Regions from separate parts of the Triticum aestivum genome. Here region 2 is linked to region 1. The links are chromatin contacts, called in public Hi-C maps. All regions are on one chromosome and are shown on one strand. Each heading gives the region's core, a stretch centred on a gene start, on an enhancer-like site or on the middle of the called end of the contact. The rest is flanking DNA. Distances are from core to core; before and after follow the strand shown.

What was found. Hi-C and Micro-C count contacts between places; a contact is called where the count stands out from the background.
Region 2: a Hi-C map of leaf shows a contact between it and region 1, with 3 times the contacts expected there. The contact joins the promoter of LOC123074672 here to the promoter of LOC123078923 in region 1. A contact is called at or near these places in 2 of 5 Hi-C or Micro-C datasets (both in leaf).

Annotation. Positions count from the first base shown.
Region 1 is chr3D:364,395,278-364,401,104 of IWGSC CS RefSeq v2.1, forward strand. LOC123078923 reads right to left here and starts at 2,181. Exons shown (of 10, transcript XM_044501575.1): 1 at 1,768-2,181; 2 at 1,592-1,669; 3 at 1-74. The coding sequence starts at 2,103.
Region 2 is chr3D:364,567,900-364,573,726 of IWGSC CS RefSeq v2.1, forward strand. LOC123074672 (probable glutathione S-transferase GSTU6) reads left to right here and starts at 2,897. Exons shown (of 2, transcript XM_044497450.1): 1 at 2,897-3,297; 2 at 3,413-3,953. The coding sequence starts at 2,962. The coding sequence ends at 3,790.

The sequences.
Region 1 (5,827 bases), core at 931-3,430:
CTGAGGCCTGCACCACGCAACTCAACAATCCATGTATCAAACCCTTGCATAGACATATGACGGGCAAAGGAAGCCTGTCATCATTTCATTTGTATCAATGGAAGTCCAGGGTAAAGGGGAAGCCATAAAAGAAATGCCTACAAACATGGCAACAATAACAAGGAAGACAGTAGATGTATAACTGTTTCTTTCTTGAGTGTAACATATATTAAATATAATACAAAAAAGACAGGTAATTATGGACCAACCATAAAATTCAGAGGCAGGAAATGTTTTTGAAATAGTTTGAGTCCTGTGATACAAGCACACCAGCAATTACACCTTTCATTTGACTCTTGAAGAGTGCACAAGCATAGTCTTAACTGCAATCTTCATAAGTTCTACAGATTCCCCTTCGTAAATCGTGTACAATAAGCCAACAACTTAGGCAAACATTCCTACAACAGTTACTGGAAAACTGAAGATACGGCTTTTGTTTTCCGTTAAATATGTGTTGTTTCCATATTTGTGCAAGAAAAGGTACTTCATTGCCGTCTAGCTGCATCCCAGTTATGCAAGTAAACCCCAATTGCGGCTCTAATAAATTTCATATTAGCAACATATGAATTCATAACTATCCGCAGTATAATTAAACACTATGTTTTGTTCACAATAAATTTCATAACAACTACTCCCCTGTCCCAAAATGTAAAGACCATTTTTGACACTATGATAGTTATACTATATTTTGGGATGGAGGGAGTACATGTAAGCGTTTTCAAATTTTGGTACTTCTAGGTCTGCTGATTGCTATATCCCTGGAGGTGTGCTAGGATGCATTTTACTGCAATTGCAATTAGCCAATTACAGTAAAACAATAAAGATGCCAATAAATATAATACAAACTTCTCTTGAAGAGTGGATTTCGTGTTTGTTTGTTCATAACACTCGGTTTACTCCATGATATGCTTATTGAACTTTCCTTTCTAAATTTTTGCTTATCTTATTTCCATACTTCTGTCGCCCCATCCGCGTATGGGTGGAGAACCCGTCGCTGTCTCTGCTGTGATACCGGAGGCTCTAGGGAAGTCGGAGGAGAGAGCACTCATCTCGGGGTGGGCTTACTACAATTAATTTCATTGTATTTACATTACAGAATACATCAAAATTAAAACTGAATTAAACTACAGGATAAACAGAGTAAAATGAACTAAAGGTCCACAAAAAATGGACGGAACCTCGTCAGAGGGCCGGGAGCTCCCGCAATTTCATTAAGAATAGAGTTGATCCACTTAATGAGGGAAACCGGATCCGAAAATCATACAACACTCGGTTTAAATAAGGAAACCCGAGTGAAAACCAAAAACAAACACAAAAGACACAAAAGAAACTAGAGCTTGAGGATGGGGGTTTAGATGGACAGGTCGAATCCTCATGATACGTGAGTCCAAGCTAAAAGATGGCTACCAGTTTGCATTTGCAACATCATTATACAAGCAATTTTACAAAGATTAATCGAACATCATATGGGTTTCTTCACAAAAAAAAAACAGAATGTACTGTTTGCAGCGAGATTTATCGATAGCAGTAGCGTAGTTATGGATCAACTCACCCCAGGGGACAGGTCGAATCCCACCGCATTGGTGGCCACTCCGGAGAGCAGCATCAGTGGGTGGTTCCTCTTGGGCGCCTGCACGAACCAAGCGAGCACGAGATCAGCAACCAAACGAAGGCAAGCGTAACAAAGCCGCGACCACCGCCTAGCCGCATGCAGGATCAAGCACACACCTCAGGCGGCGGGCGGTACCTCCAAAGCGCGAGCCGCCACTCGGTGCCTGGCACGGGCGCGTAGTGCAGCTCGTCCGCCGTGCAGATCGCGGGCTTCGCCCCCTCCTCGCAGTCGCACGCCGCGGCCGCGGAGGCGAGGACACGCGAGGTGGAGGGCGAGGGCGAGGAGGGGGGCGGCGGCGGAGGTTCCGAGGCGCTGTGGGAGGCGAAGGCGCGGAGCCGCAGCGGCTGGGGAGGAGCGCACGGGGAGGCGCGCACGATGGGGAAGGAGGAGAGGTGAGCGACGGCGGCGCCGGCGAGGAGGGCCCGGAGGCTGGCGCCGTGGAGGAGCGGCATGGCGTTGGGCGGTCGGAGTGCTCGCTTTGTTTCTGGCGTCTTCTCCTTGCTTCTCTCCGTCTCCGATTTGGTTTTTACCACCCGGTCCGACACCGACCGACCGATTTGGTTTTTACCACCCGGTCGGGCAGCGGTGGTTCCATGTTGCGCCGGTAAATCCCCGCGGCCACGTTGGGTTTGACACGGTGGGTGGTCTTGCCGCTAGGGCCGAGAACGGACGGAACTGAACACTTATCAGTTGTCACATTTGTTTCTCAGTGTGTTTTGGCAGAAGCGAAAATGAACACTAAAATGACCGGAAGCGAAAATGAACACACAAAAACATGAACGGTCAGCTTGTTTGAACTGGAGTACTGGACAGTAAAGTTGTGATGCACAAATTAATTGACACGATAAATATGCATAACTTGCAGACCAATTCAAAACTACTGATGGTGTTTCAGATTAGGGGTCACTCACTAGTAACCATGTCGTCTTACGGCCACGTGGGCCGGGCCGAGGACCCCATCTACATGGTATCCACTTGGGTCGGGTGCGAGCTCGCCCAAATCTGCACCCGTCCCAATAATTTTTGCCCAAACCCGTACCCGCACCCCGGGTTTCATATTGTTCCCATACCTGTACCTGGCCGGGTGCGGGCAATACCGCGGGTGAAAATACCTATCTCGGCCACCTTTCATTTCATATTTTGGCATGCATTATTTCGGCATTTCAGTGTGTAAAACACAACATTTCAGCATTTCAGTATATAAACATAACATTCCAGGATGTGTTTGTCCACTGGAGCTCGAGGCATGGCGGAAGGAGGTGCTCTGGCAGCTTGGCGGTGCTCGCGTGGAGGAGATGGGATGGAGGACAGGCAATGGAGGGAGGGGATGGCTTGGTCTGTTGGTCACCTGGAGTGGAAGGAGGAGACGAGGAGATGAGGGAGGTGGCTGGTCGCATCACTGCATGCCTCGACCACGGCCGGTGGATCCTTCCCTAGGGTTTGTGACGGAAGAGAGATGGGGACAAAGGAGGTTTCTGTGGTGTGAGTGACAACGCGGGAGGTGTACGGGGAGGGATTTCGGGTCGAGGCTGCGGCTGAGTAAAGCGACGCTAGAGTTTTCACATTTTTAGTGAATTACATATAGGGCCTACCTGTCATAATGAATAAACATACAGGTATGCGAGTAAGGATATTACCTTCCCATGCACGTACCCGGCTTACCCAATGGGTATAATTTTTTCCTAATGAAAAACCAATGGGTAATTATTTACCCATATCCTATAGGATTGTTACCTGTTCAGGGTAACCGACACGTGGCAGCCACTGTAACGGGTTGTCGTTAAGCTGTCGGGTGTCGGTTTTGAATCCGATACCTGTTAATAGCCTAGATCAATGACGATTTTTCACGCGCCAATTTCTCATTCGCTGACGGAACCGGAACCACACGTCAGCTGTGACGCCCCCAATTCAATCGTACACTAATCATGCACGCAAATGTGTACGATCAAGATCAGGGACTCACGGGAAGATATCACAACACAACTCTACAACATAAATAAGTCATACAAGCATCATAATACAAGCCAGGGGCCTCGAGGGCTCGAATACACGTGCTCGATCATAGACGAGTCAGCGGAAGCAACAATATCTGAGTACAGACATAAGTTAAACAAGTTTGCCTTAAGAAGGCTAGCACAAAAGTAGCAACGATCGAAAAGGCAAGGCCTCCTGCCTGGGACCTCCTAACTACTCCTCGAAGCCGAACTCCATGTAGAATCATCCTCGGGATCTCTAGCTCCTGGACTCCAGCATCTGGTGGCGACAACCAGGTATAGAAAGGGGAAAAGAGGGAGAAAAGCAACCGTGAGTACTCATCCAAAGTACTCGCAAGCAAGGAGCTACACTACATATGCATGGGTATATGTGTAAAGGGTCATATCGGTGGACTGAACTGCAGAATGCCAGAATAAGAGGGGGGTAGCTAATCCTGTCGAAGACTACGCTTCTGGCAGCCTCCATCTTGCAGCATGTAGAAGAAAGTAGATGGTAAGTTCACCAAGTAGCATCGCATAGCATAAACCTACCCGGCGATCCCCTCCTCGTCGCCCTGTTAGAGAGCGATCACCGGGTTATATCTGGCACTTGGAAGGGTGTGTTTTATTAAGTATCCAGTTCTAGTTGTCATAAGGTCAAGGTACAACTCCGGGTCGTCCTTTTACCGAGGGACACGGCTATTCGAATAGATAAACTTCCCTGCAGGGGTGCACCACATAACCCAACACGCTCGATCCCATTTGGCCGGACACACTTTTCTGGGTCATGCCCGGCCTCGGAAGATCAACACGTCGCAGCCCCACCTAGGCACAACAGAGAGGTCAGCACGCCGGTCTAAATCCTATGGCGCAGGGGTCTGGGCCCATCGCCCATTGCACACCTGCACGTTGCGAACGCGGCCGGAAGCAGACCTAGCCTAGCAGGCGTTCCAGTCCAATCCGGCGCGCGCCACTCAGTCGCTGACGTCACGAAGGCTTCGGCTGATACCATGACGTCGAGTGCCCATAACTGTTCCCGCGTAGTTGGTTAGTGCGTATAGACCAAATGGCCAGACTCAGATCAAATACCAAGATCTCGTTAAGCGTGTTAAGTATCCGCGAACGCCGACCAGGGCCAGGCCCAGCTCTCTCCTAGGTGGTCTCAACCTGCCCTGTCGCGACGCCACAAAGTAACAGTCGGGGGCCGTCAGGAACCCAGGCCCACCTCTACCGGGATGGAGCCACCTGTCCTTTCAGCCCCCTCATCAGAATCACTTGCGGGTACTTCTCGAGCCGACTCGACTTTAGTCACCACATGTGTCATGTATATAAAGTATATAGTATATACCCGTGATCACCTCCCGCAGTGATCACGGCCCAGTAGTATAGCATGGCAGACGGACAAGAATGTAGGGCCACTGATGGAAAAACTAGCATCCTATTCTAAGCAGTAGGATAGCAGGTAAGAGTAACAACTGTAGCAACAATGAGGGGCTATGCAACAGAATAGGATTAACCGAAATCAGTAACATGCTACACTACTCTAATGCAAGCAGTATAGAGAAGAATAGGCGATATCTGGTGATCAAGGGGGGGGGGGGGGGGCTTGCCTAGAAGCTCAGCCGAGAAGGAGGGGTCGTCAACACCGTAGTCGTACTGGGTAGTAGCGGCGTCGGTCTTGGGGTCTACCAGAGAAGAAGAGGGTGAAGAAACAGTAAATACGGAGCAAACAAAGCATCACAAAACATAACGAGGCAATACGCAGTGCTAGGTATGCCCTAACGCGGTAGTAGGTGATACCGACGAAGGGGGGAAACATCCGGGAAAGTATCCCCGGCGCTTCACGTTTTCGGACAGATGAACCGGAGGTGAAATGTTGAACGCTTGCTATGCTAGGGACATGTGGCTGATGAATGGGCTGCGTATTCAGATTCGTCTCGTCGTTCTGAGCAACTTTCATGTACAAAGTTTTTTCATCCGAGCTACGGTTTATTTTATATTAATTTTAAAAGATTTAAAATGCTTTTCTAATTTCTGGATTTAATTTAATCCGAAATTAAATTTGTATTTAGATGCTACGGGTACGCAGGAAGTGTACCCAGAGTGTGTCTAAGAGGCTGACAGGTGGGGCCCTGGTCAAATGTCCAGTCAGCGTTTGACTGGACCGTTGACTGGTCAAAAGGGCCCATGGGACCCGCATGTC
Region 2 (5,827 bases), core at 1,647-4,146, 170 kb after region 1:
GGATGAGACGGCGATGATGTAGGCGGTACTTGCAGACGCGGAGTGTGCGGAAGAGCATGTTCTCAATTTTAAGGGATCGATTAAGGGTCATCGAGTGCTCAATCGCAAGTGGGCGCGACCGACGCCGATCGATGATTACTTTTCCCCCAATGCCCTCTTCGCTGACAATTTTCGTCGGTGCTTTCAGATGCGCAAAAATTTCTTCGATCGTCTCTACCATGGCATCTGGTCCTTTGATGAGTACTTCATCTTGAAGAAGGACGCCATGGGAAGGATTGGTTTCTCTAGTTACCAGAAGTGCACGGCCGCATTGCGGATGCTTGCATATGGCACGACCGTTGATTTGTGGGACGAGTACCTGCGGATGTCCGAGAGGACATGCGAATATGCCATGGTAAGGTTTGCAACTGTCGTGGTCTCGGTGTTTGGGCCACAGTACCTGAGAGAACCAACTGTGGCAGACACCAAGAGGCTCTTGGCAATCTCAGAAGCAAGAGGGTGGTCAGGTTTGCTCGAATCGCTTGATTACATGCATTGGAAATGGAAGAACTGTCCAAAAGCTTTGCAAGGGGAATATCAAGGTCATGTTAAGAAGCCCACCATCATTCTTGAAGCAGTTGCATCACAAGATCTTTGGATTTGGCATGCCTGAGTCTCACAATGACATCAATGTGTTGCAGCGATCACCATTGTCTGTTGGGCTGGCTGAAGGAAAAAACTGCTCCTTCCCACTATAATGTCAATGCGCATAAGTACAACATGAGCTACTATCTGATTGACGTTATTTATCCTCCTTGGGCTACCTTTGGGAACATCATCTCTAACCCAATTGGTCAGAAAAAGTCTCACTTTGCGCAAAGACAAGAAGCAGCTAGAAAGAATGTCTAGAATTTGGAGTAATGCGATCTGTAGACCTTGATCAAGGTGATGACATGGTGTGTGGTCATGCACAACATAATCGTGGAGGATGAGGGTGAGAATGTTGTGGCGGGTCTTGGATTTAGGAACGTGAGTGATCATATCATACTTTTCGACCATATTTAAAGAGTTTGTTCAAATGCATCAACAAATTCGGCATTGAGTAACTCACGAACAACTAAAAGAAGATCTATTGAGCATCAGTCGACAGTTAAGAGAGACAAAATATTGAAGTTTAATATTTAAACATTTTAAATTAGAACTACACTGCATTTAAACATTTGAACTCCGCAGGAGCAAATTTGCGGTGAGCGTTGGAGACGGCTGACACAACATGAGCTAGGACACAAGCCAACTACTCCTCATGAAGCACCAGTGACCTCACTACCTGCCACCTATTCCTTTCCTGAGCATACGACAACGCTGACGAGTGATGCAACTCTCTCGAACAATGAAACGACGACACCTGAAGCATGCACGACTCTCCACTTTTTTGAACCGGGCTAACCCCCTTTCCATTACTTAGAACGGAAATACAACCAGTCTGAGAAACAGAGATGAGACTAAGAACAGGGAGAAGGGGAGAGCGAGTTCAACGCACTACTAGGAAACCCACGGCACCCGCCCGCCATCGAAATGGGCGCCATGGGGCGAAAACCTAGTAGCACCAAACATCTAGACCTATTACAAACGACAGTCCAAAAGCCACCAGAAAGTATGACAGCAAAACACCAGTAGCCGTAGCTCAAAACAGTAGTTCTCTGTCCTGACGACCGGGGTAAACGGGCCGCAACGTGGGTATGAGGTGCTTGGGGGATAATCCGTCGATCTCCTTCCCTATTTTTGATGTTTAGTCTCCAATCTTGATAGTTGCATCACAGGCTCGCATCAGCCTCATCGTCCCGTCGCGAATCATCTCCGCCCCTGCCCGAAGCTGCTTGACGTCGTCCCCGCCCTGGAGCCCTGCCCAATAAAGAAGGAAGGAAACCACCGTAAACACAATCTCAAAAGGAGATTTGATCATCTTGTTCTCAAAAGTAGCACGGTTTCGCGCCAGCCAAATGGACCAGGTAATCGCGCACAAGGCCACCGTATAGAAACGTTCGTAGTCGGGGATGAAAGAGTAGCACCAAACAAAAAATTGCCAGCAGTTCTTAGGGCAAAGATCAGTCCCCAGAGTTACTCCAATAGACCTCCAAACCACTCTGGCAACAGAACATTCAAAGAACAAGTGCTGGGAAGTTTCAATTTGTTGGCAGAAGGAACACACAGGGTTCCCTGGCCATTTTCGATGCCGCATCACCTGCCTAGTCAGGACGGCATCTTGTGAGAGTTGCCAAAGAAAGACTTGTATTTTGAGAGGGATTTTGGCTTTCCAAATCCACCTATAGCTGCATCCGCTAAGGGGGTTTTCAAGCCATTTATACATGGATTTGGTAGTGTATTTGCCAGATTTATTCAGGTACCAATACACCGAGTCAGGGGCATTCGGTAAGTTCAGATTGCGCACCTGATCTCTAAGATTAGACCACTGGTCTGTCAAATCAGCGTTCAATCTTCTGCGGAAAAAGCTAGAACAGGTTATGGAGCTAAGCATATCCAGGGTACAATCTTGATCAATACAAATATCAAAGAGGTATGGGAATTGTTCTTGGAAAGGAGTTAACCCATTAATAGAGTCTTTCCACAACCTGGTTAGGTTGCCTGTCCCCACGTGAAGCTTCCTGCCTATCATGTACTCCCTCCGTTCCGAATTACTTGTCTTCGATTTGTCTAGATACGGGTGTATCTAGCACTAAAATGAGTCTAGATACATTCGTATCTAGACAAATCTAAGACAACTAATTCGGAACGGAGGGAGTACATGTTTTTGATTTTCAACAAGTTTCCACGACTCTCCACTTCCAAGTTAACCAGTCAAAATCAATCCACTGGTCAAACTAAGAAACCGGATTATATCACCTGAGCGGCTGAGCACAAAATCGAACAAGAAAGCACTACACAAGTCTCTTTGAACTCTGAAGGCTCCCTCTGCACTCTGCAATGACAGGAGGAGGAGGAGAAGAAGGCGAGCTGCAGCTGCTGGGCGCGTGGATGAGCCCCTGGGTGATCCGCGTGAAGGTGGCGCTGCAGATGAAGGGCCTCAGCTACGAGTACATCGAGGAGGACCTGCAGCACAAGAGCGACCTCTTGCTCGGCTCCAACCCGGTGCACAAGAAGGTCCCCGTCCTCATCCACGACGGCCGGCCGGTGTGCGAGTCGCTCGTCGTCCTCGAGTACGTCGACGAGGCCTGGGCCGGGGCCGGGACGCCGCTCCTCCCCGCCGACCCCCACGACCGCGCCGTCGCCCGCTTCTGGGCCACCTACGTCAACGACACGGTACAAACACCCTCTGCTCGGTTTGTTCATCGTACTTCGAGTTTCGTACTGTAAAATCAGCGGACAGACACCGATTGGTTCTACGACTTGCTGAGTCCGTGTGATCCGCTTGCAGTTCTTCCCGTCGTGGAGGCCGCTGTTCAGGGCGACGACGGCGGAGCAGAGAGCGGAGGCGTACGAGAAGGTGCTGCCTCAGGTGGAGACGCTGGAGCGGGCGCTCACGGAGTGCTCCAAGGGCAAGGCCTTCTTCGGCGGCGACGCCGTCGGGATCGTCGACCTCGCGCTCGGAAGCTTCGTGGTGTGGATCAGGGCGGTGGACGAGTTCGGCGGCACCAGCCTGCTGGACGAGGCCAGGGTCCCGGGCCTCGCGGCGTGGGCCGAGCGGTTCATGGCCGTGGACGCCGTGGAGGAGGTGATGCCCGAAGCCGTGAGGATCATGGAGCACTACAAGGGGTTTCTCGCGAAACTGGCTGCACCTGCTGCTTCTAGCTAATTGCGAGCCTCTCCTACATTTTCGTATGAGAAATATTTAAAGCTCTGCTTAGAGGTGTGCGTGTTGAATAAAGAGAGGGAAGTGTGAGGAGTTCTCAGTTGGAGTGTTCATATGTAATTGTGTTCAGTAAAGAAATTGAAGTGGAATAATGTATTCAGTGGGATAACACGCTGATAGCATGATTTATCCCCCGGAAATTTCAGTGTCACGGAGTCTCCGTCGAGTAACCCTGTTACTGAAACTGTAGTCTCTGTCATGTACTTTTTTTCAGCAACCTCTGTCATGTACTAAATCAGCGATAATTAATATGGATCCTTGTGTAAGTTTTTCTTAGAGAAATACTCGTTTTTTTAGGAAATTAGAGAAATACTCGTGGAATGATGTATTTGTGGAACATGAGAACACTAGAGCAGTGTCAATTCAAGCCGGATGGACTAGACCTGGCTCCTGGCATGGCTGATGGCCCAGCAAAGAGTTATTTCCCTGGGCAGGGCCGAGAACGAGGCTCTAGGGGGTGGGCTAAAACATGGCATGGCTAAAACATGGAATGATGTATTTGTGGAACATGAGAATACTAGAATGCGGCAAATACACGCCCCAACGCACAAGGTGCGCCCGACTGGGCCGGCCCATTGCGGTGCGCCGCGAATGCGATGGTGAAAGTCGCAAAAAGGTAGCGCGGTTGCTGGGATTCAAACCTGCAATTGCGTACCCAAGCGCCCTTGCTGCTAGCTACTACGACAAAAAGATCTGGTGACAAATATATCGCAAGACTTAAAAACTAATAGTTGTAGCAGACTTAACACTATTTGAAAAATCCCAAACAATAATCTAAAACTAAGTTATTTTTTGAACTTTTTTTGAAAACCTGAATAATTTTCTAAAATGGCGAACAAATTTGAAATATCTGACTTTTTTTTAAAACACAAACATTTTTTGCATTTGTGGAAATAAATCAAAATGGTAACAATTTTTTAAATCAAGAACATATTGCCAATTTCTAGAATTTCTTCGAAAATCCAAACAAATTTGGATGTGCAAACAATTTTTGAATATGTGAACATAAATTAAAAAAAGAATATTTTTTGAAATTTGTGAACAATTTTTTATGACGGGAACATTTTCTGGAATGCCCAAAATTTTCTGAAAAGTTGTGAAAAAATCAAACAAGAACATTCCAAATAATTTTGGAAAACAATAACATTTTTGAAATTTCTGAATAATTTTAGAACAGTGCAAACCTTTTTTGAATTTGTGAACTTTTGAAAACATACCAATTTTTGGAAATTTGAACATTTTTTTAAAGCAAGAACATTTTAAATATTTCCATAACTTTTTTGAAACATGAACTTTTTAAAAAAGGAAAATAAACTTGAAATAGAAAAGAAACAGAAATGGAGAAGAAAAGAACAAAAATAAAAAAGGGGGGACATGAAAACCCAAAAAAGAAATAGAAAAACCGGTACAAGAAAATAAAAAACGGTCCAAAACCTGAAAAAACGGCTGGAAAACTCTAGAAGGTTTCAAACCAGAAACACTGCAACATGTTAATGGGCCGGCCTAGGTCACAGCTCGATCGCCAGCTCTATGCGAAAGGTTGATAGTTCGAAGCATAATGCGTCAAATAGGATATTCCTGGCTGAACAACACCCGTGTTATTTAGTTTGTGGCAGACTCTGAAATCCTAGCACAAGTGATCATACTTGGTCTTTATTTTTAAAACAATCGTCTAAAATAGTACCCCTAAGAAAATCTAAAAAGATGTGTAAATATCATCAGATAGATTCTTTCATGTTTTCGCAAAAGGACATCGACTGAGACGGGACTGGCTATGACAAGGGCACGAGCATTGCAAGTTTGTGATGACGAGCTCCTACCATAGCTCACGGAGGTGGGGCATGCATCGCGGACAAGGATGGAGATGTTGGGCACCACTATCTTGCAAGATATTCCTATGGTTGGCTATCCACTATCACATATGGACATCGGATCAGAGATTAAGACATGGGTTACAAGACGAGGTTTCGTCTTGTTATC